Linked DNA regions of Mus musculus: all the other regions are linked to region 5. A link is a contact called in public Hi-C, Micro-C and promoter capture Hi-C data. All regions are on one chromosome and are shown on one strand. The core of a region is the stretch at or near the end of the contact, and the rest is flanking DNA. Distances in the headings are between cores, read along the strand shown.

Evidence for each region. Promoter capture Hi-C pulls out the DNA fragments that hold promoters and counts their contacts. A called contact is a pair of places that touch in the nucleus more often than the background predicts.
Region 1: a contact with region 5 is called in a Hi-C map of CD8 T cells, with 2.2 times the contacts expected there. The contact joins the enhancer-like site here to the promoter of Olig3 in region 5. A contact is called at or near these places in 8 of 39 promoter capture datasets (the 3T3-L1 cell line, the C10 cell line, the HPC-7 cell line and 4 more), 7 of 484 Hi-C or Micro-C datasets (B cells, CD8 T cells, Th2 cells and 3 more), 2 of 115 datasets of contacts at active chromatin or transcription factors (embryonic stem cells and stem cell-derived neural progenitor cells) and 3 of 9 other capture datasets (adipose tissue, embryonic stem cells and macrophages).
Region 2: a Micro-C map of embryonic stem cells shows a contact between it and region 5, with 2.0 times the contacts expected there. The contact joins the promoter of Tnfaip3 here to the promoter of Olig3 in region 5. A contact is called at or near these places in 3 of 39 promoter capture datasets (embryonic stem cells, hippocampal neurons and stem cell-derived epiblast-like cells), 5 of 484 Hi-C or Micro-C datasets (the HPC-7 cell line, double positive thymocytes, embryonic stem cells and 1 more), 1 of 115 datasets of contacts at active chromatin or transcription factors (embryonic stem cells) and 1 of 9 other capture datasets (adipose tissue).
Region 3: a promoter capture Hi-C map of embryonic stem cells shows a contact between it and region 5. The contact joins the promoter of Slc35d3 here to the promoter of Olig3 in region 5. A contact is called at or near these places in 10 of 39 promoter capture datasets (the 3T3-L1 cell line, cranial neural crest, embryonic stem cells and 5 more), 13 of 484 Hi-C or Micro-C datasets (differentiating embryonic stem cells and embryonic stem cells), 5 of 115 datasets of contacts at active chromatin or transcription factors (embryonic midbrain and embryonic stem cells) and 2 of 9 other capture datasets (adipose tissue and embryonic stem cells).
Region 4: a Hi-C map of hematopoietic stem and progenitor cells shows a contact between it and region 5, with 2.0 times the contacts expected there. The contact joins the enhancer-like site here to the promoter of Olig3 in region 5. A contact is called at or near these places in 11 of 39 promoter capture datasets (the 3T3-L1 cell line, 3T3-L1-derived adipocytes, the C10 cell line and 6 more), 2 of 15 datasets of contacts at CTCF or cohesin (CD8 T cells and large pre-B cells), 11 of 484 Hi-C or Micro-C datasets (B cells, the HPC-7 cell line, Th1 cells and 5 more), 3 of 115 datasets of contacts at active chromatin or transcription factors (double positive thymocytes, large pre-B cells and memory CD8 T cells) and 2 of 9 other capture datasets (adipose tissue and liver).

Annotation. Positions count from the first base shown.
Region 1 is chr10:18,915,859-18,918,558 of GRCm38.p6, forward strand. No RefSeq gene overlaps it. Among named protein-coding and RNA genes, the nearest start is that of Perp, 72 kb to the left of the region's middle. Within about 2 kb of position 1,358, at least 53 of the 459 cell types and tissues checked have an H3K27ac peak or open chromatin away from gene starts, as enhancers often do. A contact at or near this core is called in CD8 T cells, the HPC-7 cell line, Th2 cells and 2 more, where this site is marked.
Region 2 is chr10:19,014,155-19,016,854 of GRCm38.p6, forward strand. Tnfaip3 (tumor necrosis factor, alpha-induced protein 3) reads right to left here and starts at 1,256. Exons shown (of 9, transcript NM_009397.3): 1 at 999-1,256.
Region 3 is chr10:19,850,133-19,852,832 of GRCm38.p6, forward strand. It overlaps Slc35d3 (solute carrier family 35, member D3), which reads right to left and starts at 1,327. Exons shown (of 2, transcript NM_029529.3): 1 at 452-1,327. The coding sequence starts at 890.
Region 4 is chr10:19,690,699-19,693,398 of GRCm38.p6, forward strand. The region is part of intron 1 of Gm33332 (a long non-coding RNA gene); the gene reads right to left. Among named protein-coding and RNA genes, the nearest start is that of Il20ra, 21 kb to the right of the region's middle. Within about 2 kb of position 1,268, at least 128 of the 459 cell types and tissues checked have an H3K27ac peak or open chromatin away from gene starts, as enhancers often do. A contact at or near this core is called in B cells, CD8 T cells, the HPC-7 cell line and 7 more, where this site is marked.
Region 5 is chr10:19,355,222-19,357,921 of GRCm38.p6, forward strand. Olig3 (oligodendrocyte transcription factor 3) reads left to right here and starts at 1,318. Exons shown (of 1, transcript NM_053008.3): 1 at 1,318-2,700. The coding sequence starts at 1,408. The coding sequence ends at 2,229.

The DNA of each region.
Region 1 (2,700 bases), core at 108-2,607, 440 kb before region 5:
CTCACACTTCACAGGGCCCTCTGCTGCCATAGTTCACTGCTCATAGGGACCTCAGTCACGATAGCTTACTGTTCACAAGGGCCTTGGTCACTATAGTTCACTGTCTGTGGGGACCTCAGTCATTGTAGTTCAGTGTTCATAGGGATTTCGGTCACCATAGCTCACTCTTCACAGGGCTTTTTGTTGAGATTCTCCTTTAGGCTACAACATCCTGTTCTTGGATGACCTAAAGCCACCGTCTTAGAGGATTTGCCATTCAGTTTTCAATCAAAGCAATTCTGTAAATTCACACTAAAAACGAAGCAAAGGAAGTAGAGGCTACACTTGAGTGAAAGCCCTGTCCATCTGATGCCATCTCCAGAGACAGCATCTCCTCTCCACTTCTCGCACTCCAGTCAGTCTCTAGCCCCTTGTTAGAACAACTGGATCTACTTTCTGGGGTGAGGCAGAGACAGACAGACAGGTAAATAAAAATGCAGAGACACACACAGTGTCTCTGGAGGGAGAGGATGAAAAAAAGGGAGAGGGAGAACCTGGTGTACGGTTGTACCAAATAAGAGGAAAAGGAAGACAGGATGGAGGAGGATTTAAAAAGGATTAAGAGACACAGTGGATTTGCTGATGGGTTGTGGAATGAAAAATGGTTTTCAAGGTCCTCTGAGTTGCTTTGGGGAGTAGTATCATTGTTCATAGTCTCTCTCCCTCCCTCTCTCCCTCCCTCCCTCCCTCCCTCCCTCCCTCCCTCCCTCCCTCCCTCCCTCTCCCTCCTTTCTCCCTCTCTGTCTTTCTCTCCCCCTCTTTGTCTCTGTCTCTATCTGTCTTTCTCTCTCTCTCTCTGTGGGAAAAGTTCCTTGCTATAGAAAAAATATGTATCTGTACCATTATATCAAGTATATTTTACTTTTACCTTTAAAATCTCTCTCTGAGGGTTAGGGGTATAGTATAGTGGTACAGTGTTCATCCAATCACCAGCATTGCCAACAGCCAGTTCCATGCCCCCTTTTGCTAGTCCAGTAAATTTAAAATTAATCAGGGCGAGCTGAAAGGGAGATTCAGGAATCCACAAATCCTATGGAAGAGTTTACAGGCTGTGAACTTACAACAAAGATTTGTTTTAGGCTCAGATTTTTCTGTATTCAATTTGGGAACAAACTATTCCATCTGCCTGAGAGAAATAAAAATCTTAAGGGGAAGGAGTAGCTTTGAACACTGGGACTTTAACCATGAAGAGAGACAATATCAATTATTGCTCGCCTATAGTCAAGCAGGACCCAGTTCACTGTCAGACACTTGAAACAGTCTGAACCCAGCTATTTGGTTGAGTATATAAATTGACCACCAGATGGCAGCATATGATTTTTAAAAGAAACACTACTCCCCTCCCCCCACCTTCCAGCCCCTGCACACCACCCCCACACCTCCAAAGTGTACACAGAGAGGTAGACATCACCCATAGTGAACATTTTTCTTCTTGTTCCTAAAATTGGAATGAAATGAGGAATAACACAGAGAAGTAAGAAACAGAAGGAAAGAAGTAAGCTGAAGGAAACGTGGGAGGGAGAAGATTTAAAAAGAAACTAAAAGAAAAAAGAAAAAAAAGAAGCATATCCAACTAGATGACAGTTCATCACAAACGACAACGGGCGGGCTGCTGATGTAGGAAAGTTCCGAGGGAGGAAACGGTGCTATAACCACAGGCATTCACAGCCTACATGTGTGAGTGAGTACAAGATAGACTCTTGACCTTCTTCTAAAAGCAGCTGTCTCCTTGGGAAACTACAAGAATGAGTTTACATTTTCAACATGTTTTCTTTTCTTTAAGGCTCGAGTTACCTGAATTCTCCATTTGTATTTGAAACTTATTTTAATCAGTGTTCTTCAAGGAGGTCATGCACACTGGATTCCATGGTTGGACATGCAAGTAAGGGAAGTGACTCAAGACAGCAGAAAGTATTCAGACACATACCAACAGGGATGCATCCATGTAATAAAGAGGAAAGACACACACCAACAGGGATGCATCCATGTAATAAAGAGGAAAGACACACACCAACAGGGATGCATCCATGTAATAAAGAGGAAAGACACACACCAACAGGGATGCATCCATGTAATAAAGAGGAAAGACACACACCAACAGGGATGTATCCATGTAATAAAGAGGAAAGACACATACCAACAGTGATGTATCCATGTAATAAAGAGGAAAGACACACACCAACAGGGATGCATCCATGTAATAAAGAGGAAAGACACACACCAACAGGGATGCATCCATGTAATAAAGAGGAAAGGAGAAGGAGCTTTGAGCCAAGAAGCTCATGACCTGAGAGGGATTCTCGGGATCTGTCTCTGACTCTCCACGGACCACAACCACTACCCAAGACCATTCTTCAACTTCTTCAACTACTCTCTCTTTCCTAACTAACTAGTATGTCTCGAGAGTGTAAGATGGGACAGATCTCACATAGTGGTGATAGGCTTGGGCATTGAGGCTTCTTTGAGTAGGGCTTTCTACCTCTACAGTAACGACATCTTGGATTGGATAATTCTTTGTGTACTCTTTCCATTATAGCATAGTTAGTAGCCTTCTGGCTGCCACTTGCTGGATGCCAATAATACACCCCTACCTAGTTTATGGCATCCAAAAGCATCTCTAGACATTGACAAGTGTTGCCTGGGCAGGAGATTTGCTACCTT
Region 2 (2,700 bases), core at 6-2,505, 340 kb before region 5:
CAAAAAAAGCAAAGCAAAGCAAAACAAAACAAAACAAATCCATACAAAGAACTGCAAAAGATCCAAGTAGCATCTCAGACAATAAGAATGGAGACCGGATCAGTTGCTCAATAATCTGGGACATCAGAAGGCTAACTAACTGTGATCAGTTCTCCAAACGGTGCCCCCACTTGACCAGACTAGCTTTCCAAAGAAAGATCAGAGACCAGGAGAAAACAAAGCATGCTCCAAAAAGAGCTCTTAATACCTCAGCTTTCCTGAGAGGCCAGGTGGCAGGATGTGGGACAACGGACCCGGACTGACAACACACTATCTCAGTGTGGAGTCGGGGCTGCAGCAGGGAGTCTTACATGCCACCTAAAGTGGAGTCCCCAACAAGCAGGCCAGAGAATCATTTCTGCATGCATACTCTTCTTAAACTGTGGCAACTAGAGACCTAGTGGCAATCTCAAAGCACGCCCCTCCCCTCCACCTCCCGCCCCGCAACCCTCCTCCCACAGATCACTGAAAGGTTAGCTGACCGAAGTCTCCAAGTTGGATTTGGTGGCCTCTGAGAAACCCATCCCCTGTTGGGCCAGTTGTGCACAATATGGGAAAAAAGCCCAACGCGGTTCTGCAAGGTCTACGTGCCTATGAACACGCTGCACTTGATTTCCAAGTGGGGGGGGGGTGTCACCCACGACCACACGACCTAGGAACCCAAAAGGTGACTGACTATTCATCAGCCAGCTGCAGCTCCTGTCACCCTGCAGGATCGAAAAGGAATAGCTAGCTAACTAGTCGGCTGAAGAAACTTCGGGCTGTCAACCTAAACACCTGGCACCGGGACCTCAACTCCGGCCAACAATACCCCAACTCCAGGATCCCTGCAAAGCCAGCGCAAGGCAGCTCCACACTGAGCTGGCCGTGCACCCCGAATCTGGCTGGCAGTGCACCCCACTGACCGAGGACCCCCGCATTCTGCTAGCCGTGCACCCCGCAGCCGGAGCATCGCTCACCTCTTGGGGCCGCGCGGAGCCCTCGCAGAGCCCAAGTGGCCGGCCGGCCGTCACTGGCGCGCGCCGCAGCCCGGGATCGTGGTCCGGGTCGTGGTGGGGGTCGGGCCGAGGCGGAGCCCCATGGACACCCGATCGGGCTCGCTGGCTGAGGGGGTGTGCACGTCTTTCGGCGGCCTGGCTCACCGCTCCGCCTCCGGCTCCGAAGACTACAGACTGGGCAGTTCCCTTTTTTGCCTTTCAGTTGTATGCTTTGCCAACAGGGGGATTTCCGATGGAAATTCCAGTCACGTGACCCGCGTGGCGCGCCGCCGACCGGCAGAGGGCGCTCTAAGCCGTGCCCGCCCCGCCCGGAGAAACTCCTAGGTCCCGCCCCGGGGTGTCCCCGCGTGAGTCACCTGGGCATTTCGGAAGCTGCCTTCCACGTCACATCCATGTGGAAATCGCGGTGATGGGAACTGGAAATGCAATAGGTTCTTTTTTATAGCTTCTTTTCTGAAGAAAATCAGCTGTGAAAAGGAAGGGAAATTAGAGAGAAAACCCAAAAAACCACCCAGACACACAGGACCTCAGGCTTGAAGCTTGGCTTTGAAGTCTGGGCTGTGCACGTGATGAGCACTTCAGAAAGAGCCCTCCGCAGGGTCCCGAAGGGAATTGACAGAAAAAGCGGCAGGGTTCTCCAAGCCATGTGTCAGCTTCAGGTTGGATGCAGTGCAGAGTGAGATCAGACCCCATGGTCCTGCAGTTTTTGAGTTACGGGGGGTGGGGGGGGGCAAGGTCAATTTCAGAGAGAATTAGATTCGCCTCCCCCACCCCCACTCCTACACACCCTCCATTTCTCCTTTATTTCCCTGTTCCAAGGAGCGTTTTAAAGTTTAGAAATTTCTTCAAGTTTATTGCTGGCTTTCCCCGATCCTTCTACAGTTGTTTTCTTAAGTATTGTTTGGCTGGCCTGAGAATTAGTTCGCCCCATGAAGCCAATGGAGGATAGCCTTCCACAATGCCCTGATTGATCCCCGACTTGCCTTTCTTGAGAGGGGAGAAAGCTTCGCTTCACTTAGACAGGGGCTTGAGCTCTGCAGAAAGAAGCGAAAATGCTTTTACCTTTCTGGAGAAAGTGGAGTGTGTATGGGGGTGAGGTGGGGTGGGGTGGGGATACTCTCTGCAGAGCTACACACTAGAAACTGAGGTGGCTTCATTCACTGGCCAGGAAGGGCCACTCTGAGAAGGTGACATTGAAACTCTGTGACAAAGAAACCTCCAGGCAGTCTAGAGATAAGACCTCAAGGGTCAGCCACATTTGATACATCAAGGGGCTGAGCAGAGCTCTCTGGGTGGTTGTGCTGGGGCTAGGGTGCAGGGTGTGAGGCTCTTCCCGGAAAGGAGCCGGGATCTGTTTGAGGGACCACGGGAGGTCTGCGGAGTGACCTGATGTTATTTTAAATAGTGTTTAGTGTGATTAATTTACTCTGTGTGTGTGTGTGTGTGTGTGTGTGTGTGTGTGTGTGTGTGTGTGAGTGTGTATCTCTAGGGTCCCCTGGCAGGATTCCTAGAAAATAGCGCAAACCAGATAGAAATACTCAGTGCCACTGGGACTTCAAGTGTGTTTGCCAAGTTGCCAGACTGTATATTGCCCGTTTGAACTAGAGACATGTGCTTCTTTCCCCAGTAGTGACTGGGCTAGAGGACAGCATTTTCTATTTGT
Region 3 (2,700 bases), core at 77-2,576, 490 kb after region 5:
TTCCTTTTGCCTAGGGCCCGGGTACTGAGCCCAGGTTGCTCAGGCTTCACTCCCGTCTCTCCAGCTCCCCAACCCCGCGTGATCCGAGGAAGTTCCCGGCCCCCTTCCTTCCGGCTCAGTGCAGGGCTGGACTCCAGTTCTCTGCGCTGGCGACTCTCCATCCCTCCTGAGGAAGGGGCTGAACAAGAAAGACCCGGGTGGGGGAGGAAAGGGGTGGGGGTGGGGTGGCGGAAGCCTGGACACCTGGGGGGCAGGGCTGATGGAGGAGGCTTGAAGGCTGAGAGAGGCTGCGCTGGGTCTCAGAAGAAAAGTCCCTTTTGTGATCCCAAGGACCACTCAAAGCTCCCTGCCTCAGTATCCCCATCTGGCAGTGAGGGCGTTGCACCGAGTGGTCCCAGCGGTCTCTACCGGGTGGGTTGGGTGGACCAGGGTTGACGCGGGTCCCGCTCACCTGCCAGGGCGGCGCCGCAGGTGGTGATGAGCACGGCCGCTAGCACTCCGGGCGAGGGCGCGCCGTTCTTGAGCACCAGCACACCGATGAGCATGGTGACTAGGGGCAGGCAGCGCTTGAAGACTACGTACATGGGCAGGCTGAGGCCGCGCAGCGACCAGAGAGTGAGACTGGACTGCAGCGTGGAGAGCACGGCAACCCCAGCGAAGGAGCGAGCTAGGCTCAGGCCGAAGGGGGGCACGGCAATGAGCCCCAGGCGCCGCAGCAGCTCCAGGCTCAGCGCGGCGGTGGAGCTGGTCAGGCACTGCACCAGGGTCAGGAAGGAGAACTGGTAGCGGCTGATGAGGAACTTGAGCAGGATGTTGAGGGAGCCAGAAAAGACCCCGTGCGCGATCGCCACCGAGATGCCCAGCACGCGGCCCCGGCACAGCTGCCGCATCGCGCCGGCCCCGCCGTACCCCGCCGTGGCGGAGCTCGAGACTCGCAGGAGGTCGGCGGGGAGGCGCAGAGCGAGGGCAGCGGGGGCGCGGGCCGGGCGGCGGGACGAAGCGAAGGGCAGGGAGTGCGGGCTGGGCTGCGGAGGGCAGCTCCAGCCGGGCGTCCTCCCGGCTCAGCAGCTCCGCGTGCGACTGCCCCGCAGATGCCGGGAGGCGGGGGCGGGGGACTCCGAAAAGTGGCAGGGGTGGGGGACGGGTGTGAGAGGAGTGGCGGGAATCCTAGAGACCGCGACTTGGAAGTAGGTGAGGATCCCTGATGAGCTGTGTCCCGTGTGGTTCCTGGGTCAGAAGGATGCTCTGCGGAGTGCGGACTGGACCTGCTGAGGCGGCTGCCGCGGGGCGGGTGGAGCCTGCTTCCCTGGGGCATCCAGCGCCCACCGGGGTCGGCTCTCCGGGCGCGGCACCTCCTCCCTTCCCACAGTGGCAGAGCAGCGGGGTGCGTGCTGGGGGATCCCCTGCACAGCTAAAGACGGTATTAGAAACAACGCTCCAGCACTGAGCACCGTTCATTGGTCGCAACAAGTGACGGCGCCCCCAGCCCGGTGGCCCGCGAGTTGCAGCGGATTTTCCACCCACGGTCTCTCTCAGCGCTGCACGGGAAATGAGACACGTCGGTGCTGGAGGGCGGCGGGCCCCCTGACATTAGATCCCAGGGCCTTAAAAGAACCAGCTGCTGGGGAGTGCTTTGGAGCCCCGAAGTTGGCCTTTTCTGGTGCCAGGCTGTGAGCTTGGGTTCTGCGCCCCTCCCAGAAAAGGTCCTGAGATCCTGCGTGGCGCTGCAGGAGCTTTCCTTATGGAGAATGGCGTCTGGGCATCGGGTCGTGGGAATGGAGGGACACACTTAATTTAGGCAAAGATATAAAATAGGCAAAAGCAGACACTAACCGAGGGCAAGCTGATAGTACTAGCAGTGAAGGAGCGTGAGGGGAAGGAGCCCAGAGGCCAGGTAGAGATAGATGGACTGCTGAAATGACGAAAGGGAGAAAGCAGAGGGTGTGTGACGCAAGGATGAACCATAGACACTCCACCCTGTCCAGGTGTTCCGGAGAACGGTTTTTGAATTCCAGGGAACCGGCTTCAGATAGTAGGATTGTGTGGGTACCACTTTCCCTCGCCAGAGAGCACTCCTCTGCCCCATTGTGAAAAGTGCGCATGTGTTCCTCCCTACTTTACCTTTTGTGACTACCCCCACCCCCACTCGCTCCAGGTCCTTCCACCCCCACCCCAGTGAGGCTTTGATCTGAATTCACTTGCAGGCAAGTTACGTTCTGACCCTCAGAAAACTCAGCAGCGCAGAGCCACTAGCTTGGCTTCTGTAATTGCCAGCTACAGTCGTTTTTTTTTTTTTTTTTTTTTTTTTCCCATGCTATTTAAAATTTATAGTGATGTCCAAGCTTCCGCTGAGAAGCTAAGGATTTGAGGTCTCTGGTCTCTGTGTCACGTCCCTTTCAGTCACTGGGGTCTCATCTCTTAACGACTGGAATTTCAAACCTTTAAACACCACATCTCCTTGCCTGGGCACATGGGTACATTTCCTCGAAATCTTTTATCTTTATGGTTTTCCACTTCTATGATGCACCCAACCGTGGGGTACAGATGTAGAAACGGATTATAAGCTCAGCAGGAGGAAGAAATTGGAACAGGAATTAGAACCAGGTTCACTGCAGTTTCTCATGTGGGCCAGCTTTTGTATTGTGGGTGCTCTCGTGAGAAAGCACACCATCTCAGCCATAGGCAGGCTTAGGCTAGCGC
Region 4 (2,700 bases), core at 18-2,517, 340 kb after region 5:
CATCCACATGGAGACAGGGGGTGGGGAGCAAGTATGAGATGTGGAGCAGTTGGAGGATGGGGGGAGGAATAAAATATGGAGTGTAAAAAAATAAATTAATTAATAAAAAAGAAAAATCAACATGCAAATCAAAAAAATAAATAAAATTTTTAAAAAAACGATTCTTGCTAGCAAATGTTATTGGCAGAAACCTACCATTGACATACAAATAGATAAGATTTTCGTTTACAGTTTTTTGAAAAGTTATTGTTAAACCAGAAAGTGTGTATTGGTTAGAAATACCACTTGAATCATAGAGTAAAGTAATTCACAGTGTGGATCAGCACCACTAGAAAAACATTTCTTTTTAATCCAGTTTTTATTTCACTCCAAAGTGCATATTCACTCTATTACTTCTGGGAGTATTTGTTTAAAAGGAAATCTTTTTTAAAAGAAATATTTATTTTAGATAAATAGAACATCTAATATAACATAATACTAACAGAAACATTTATTTTAGAAATAAAAAGATGGGGCAAAGAGATAAATTAAGGATTTCAACACACTTCAGAAGAGATCCAGAAAAAAAGGACAGTACTTGGGAAGGGAGCAAGCATACTTCAGACTGCATGTCCTTGTTTCCCACAGCCAGTTGACTGCTTCTGGGTGTGTCCTCAAGGCTCTGCCTTTGCCTGGAAGAAACTGCCCCTAAGCTGTGGTCTCACTGACTGAGGAATGCCAGGTCACTCCTCTTCGTAGCCTCTGGCATCAACTGGGGCAACTCAGGCAGGACCAACTGGAGGTGCCCCACCCCCAGATCCTCAGCACCTGAGTGGGATTGGCCCCACCTTCTGCATCAAGTCAGCATGCAGCCTCTGACACAGTTACTCCCTCATCCCTGCCGGTATTGACCCTCAGAGCATTTACCAGTTAATTAAACCACTGCCCAGAAGTCTCCATTTCAGAATTGTTTCCGGGGACCCAACCAAAGACACTTGGCTTCAAAAATGATCCTAACAGTTACTTAGCGGTATTTTATAGATAGATTATTTGCTGGCCAATTGGCAATGAAGACCCCCTCAAAGAAGTGTGAGAACTGATAGCAGTATGCTATAGGGGTCAAGTGGCAAACTCCCCTAGCCATGGGATTGCTACAGAAAGGAATGTGCTGTTGGGGGCATCTGAGAAGTGTCACGGGCATGAGTGTCATAAGGACTGTAGAATGGGGGTTGGGGCGCAGCTGACTAATGCACAGCTCCGGCTTCACCGTAGAAGTCACCAGAGTTCAAACTGACACTTGAGTGTGCATGTGGCAGAGAGGAAGTGAGAGCCGTTACAAAAGAGCAAAACAGTCAGAGGAAGCTTCGCTTACCGAAGTCCCGATGCAGAAACTGCCGGGCAGTTAGAGGAAGTTCGAACTGGCAGTAAATCTAAGAGTAGAAAAAGGTGTTGCTTCATAGAGACGTAGAAGCGGCCATCGTCCAAGTCACCACTGCGATGGGGTTGGGGGCGTTATATCTTAAGCACAAGGACAAACTCTGAAAGACACTCCAGGGTGAGAGTTAACTTTAAAACAAAACTCTTTGGCTGTTCACGAACAGCCTTCACACAGCTTCCCCGAGGCTGCCACAGGACTTATTTCAAAGGCACAAAGACCTCATGAAGCTGCCTCTGGACACAGAGTAGCTGAGTAAGTCAAGCTACTCCACATGGGAAAGTCAAGTCCATCTCCACACACTGACGATATCTACAAAGCAATCGGTGCCCTCTACCTTAAGATCTCAACACGGAAATACTTCAATTCTTCAGTAACGGGTACTGCATGGACTGTGTCCCTGCTCAACCTACCAGTGTATGGAACTCAGAAAACAGCATCCGATAAACGAATGTTGTCATGTTGAATAACAGAGTAAATACCCTCTCCAGAGGAGATGCCCCACGGGGACTGTAGCAAATTGCTCCAGACTTGTTAAAACCTTGATTAAATGATAAGTAGGTACATTGGCTCAAAGATGATGGGGTAAGTAATAGATAGAGGTCAAAGCAGCTTGTGTCACCATGGTAGGTAGGAAGGGGGAACTCTCAGACCGTGCACATAGGTGGAAACCCTCAAGGAACTGGTGCTAGGGTCTCTTCTGGTTCAAGTGGTAACCTCTGCTGTTAAAAAGTTCTTCCCAAGAAAAAAAGCTGGCCCAATTTCACACTGGTCACTGAGCCCCATTTTTGCACTTCCTGTTCTGTTTTCCGATGAAGGGATTCCGGTGTTCTGTTTACATGCAAGCCATGTCGGATGTGAACCTAACGTGAGTAGCAGTCCTTGATTCTAGCTGTGACCCTGTAAGTGAGCCTGCCGCCTCTTGACTGACAGATCCTAGAGCTCTGTCCGAGCACCACCTAAGTGCCTAGATGGGAAAGGCCCACTCGAGCCCACTCATCTCTTCTCTGTCTACGCTGCTGAGAATCAAAAATCAATTTCACTTTGGAACTGCAGACGATCCCATGTTGAGGGGGTCCTGCACAGGTGAACCTCTGCCCTCTGGCGTGTTTCTTATGAGAACATTGCAGAAGCCTGGAAGGACAGCCAGACTTGGGAGTATGAGCAGAGAGTGACATCCAGTGGCCGATGGGTCACATTTCTGCTGTGCTAGGCACTCCATTTCTGAGAATGTTGGAGCTGATGCTTAGCCCCAGAAGCTGATGCCCGCCCCTGTCCTCATAAGC
Region 5 (2,700 bases), core at 68-2,567:
TCTGTTTATCCTCAGAGCCACGGCTTTGTAACAAGCCCGCAGACAGGTATCTCCAGGTCCTGTGCACACACATACACACACACATGCACACGCACACACACCACACACTTGATTTTACCCTGAACTCCCGCTCTGCTCAGCTGCCGCTCCAGGTGGTCTGGTGCTAAACTCTGGATGCTCTCAGCTTTCACCCTGAGGCCAAAGACTGCCTTCATCCCATCCCAACACACAGTGGAACTTGAGGCGAAGAAGGCAGTTAGCTACCCCATTTGGGAAGCTGGAACCCCAAAGATCTGTACCGAGCTCTTGAGATTCGTTTCAATCCCTAACTCTCCCATTTTTCTTCACCCTTTTCTCTCCCCAAATTTTCTTCCTAAATTGATTTTCATATAACATTGGGGGTTTTGTCTCTCCTCCCTCAGTTCTATAGCTAAGAAGTTAAAGAAATGTACAAAACCAAAATTATTTCAATTCGCTATTTTTAACGCAAAAGAAGACTTCTCCACAGTAGCATCAAAGGCAAAAACGCATTGCCAAATGGGCACATGTTTTTTTTTTTTTTTTAATTTACCGGAAAGGGCAAATAAACAAAATTAACTGAATTTAGAGAAAATGTACCAGTGAATAACAACTTCAGTCAGCAAAGTCTCCAAGTCTCCCTGGTTGAACCTGCCCCGTTTTGGCTCCGGTATCCGGCTTTCTATTGAGACCTTGTTTTGCCCACATTTCTGTAAACTAGATAGAGAACAACCCATATCTTCTAAGTCCAAAGTAACGTCGTAGGCTGATCTTCCAGGCAACTTCTGTTCCTTCCCTTCATTTTAAGTGTAAGATTTGGTTAAAAGAAATAGAATGAGGGGAGTGGCACAGAAGAAAGTTTTTAAAGAACAAAACAACAACAAAAACAAGAAGTCCAGTGCATCCGCGGTGAGTGTGTCAATCAAAGGGTTTTGTGCCTGGGGGCTCCTTGTGGTTCCAAGCAGAGGTGTCCCAGGGCGGCCCCACAATGAATATGAATAGGAATCCTTGCTAACTGGGACAGCAAAGCGCACCGCCCTGAATGATGATGGCACGTCATCTTAACCAGCCCAGGATAGATAGGAGGGCTCCTTTTGTCTCTTTTCTCCACTGCAGCGCTATAAAAGCCCCTCTTTTACTGCAAGAGGTTAGTTCAGGCACACACCAATGTGCAGTGCAGGAAACAGCTAAACCAGAGATAGCGAAGCAAGCCAGGAGAGAGAGAGAGGCGGGGCAAGGCAGGGCCTTGACTTTTCTTCTCTGGTTTTACAACTGGGGAAGTGGGTTCCTGGACCTTGCTTTTTTTTTTTTTTTTTTTTTAATTCAAGATTCTCTTTAATTTCCTGCCTAAAGGCTCCTCAACCATAAGGCCGCATCTCTTGTAATAAAATGAATTCTGATTCGAGCTCTGTCTCCAGCAGAGCGTCATCTCCGGACATGGATGAGATGTACCTAAGAGACCACCACCACCGCCACCACCACCACCATCAGGAGAGTCGTCTGAACTCGGTCTCCTCCACACAGGGCGATATGGTCCAGAAGATGCCAGGGGAAAGCCTCTCGAGGGCAGGCGCCAAGGCTGCAGGAGAAAGCAGCAAGTACAAAATCAAGAAGCAGCTGTCGGAGCAGGATCTTCAGCAGTTGCGGCTGAAGATCAACGGACGCGAACGCAAGAGGATGCACGACCTGAACCTCGCCATGGATGGTCTGCGCGAGGTCATGCCCTACGCTCACGGGCCCTCGGTGCGCAAGCTCTCCAAGATCGCCACTCTGCTTCTGGCCAGAAACTACATCCTCATGCTCACCAGCTCCCTGGAGGAGATGAAGAGGTTGGTTGGAGAGATCTACGGGGGACACCACTCGGCCTTCCACTGTGGGACTGTGGGGCATTCGGCCGGCCACCCGGCACACGCAGCCAACGCTGTGCACCCGGTGCACCCTATCCTGGGCGGCGCGCTCTCCTCTGGCAATGCCTCGTCCCCTCTGTCCGCGACCTCCCTGCCGACCATTGGCACCATCCGTCCTCCCCACTCACTGCTCAAGGCGCCCTCCACGCCGCCCGCGCTACAATTGGGCAGCGGCTTCCAGCACTGGGCGGGGCTGCCCTGTCCCTGCACCATCTGCCAGATGCCACCACCGCCGCACCTGTCCGCTCTCTCCACCGCCAACATGGCCCGGCTTTCGGCTGAATCCAAGGACTTGCTCAAGTGAGCCACGGGCTGGCCCGGCCGGGAGGAGGAAGGGAGAGCTGAGGCAGGGGTCGCAGTGCCGGGCCAGGAGGGAAAGGGAGACTGCTCGGCCTGCGGGAGGGTGGGCGCGCGGCCCCAGGCCTCGCCAGCGCCCTACAGATCCAGATTCCAGTTGACCCACCCCAGCGGGGCGTGCCAAAACCAAACTGGAATACCTAGGTGTTAGCGAAGGGGACTGGAACCCGAAGTCCTGTTTTGCATGCATGCTTCTTTCCCTCATGCCACGCCAGTATTTCTCACTGTGGTATGCTCTTGTCAAAACTGCATTTGTTGTTTAACGATGGGATCAGTGGAGTTTAAAACTTGCAAAGGAACTTTGGAGTTGGCTCTTTCTGGCTGTGTTCTTATCTTGGAGGAAAGATGGCTATCCCTTTTGTGCAAAGCAAATGTAAATATTTCATCGAGCTAGATACACTTATGATTGTCTCTGCCC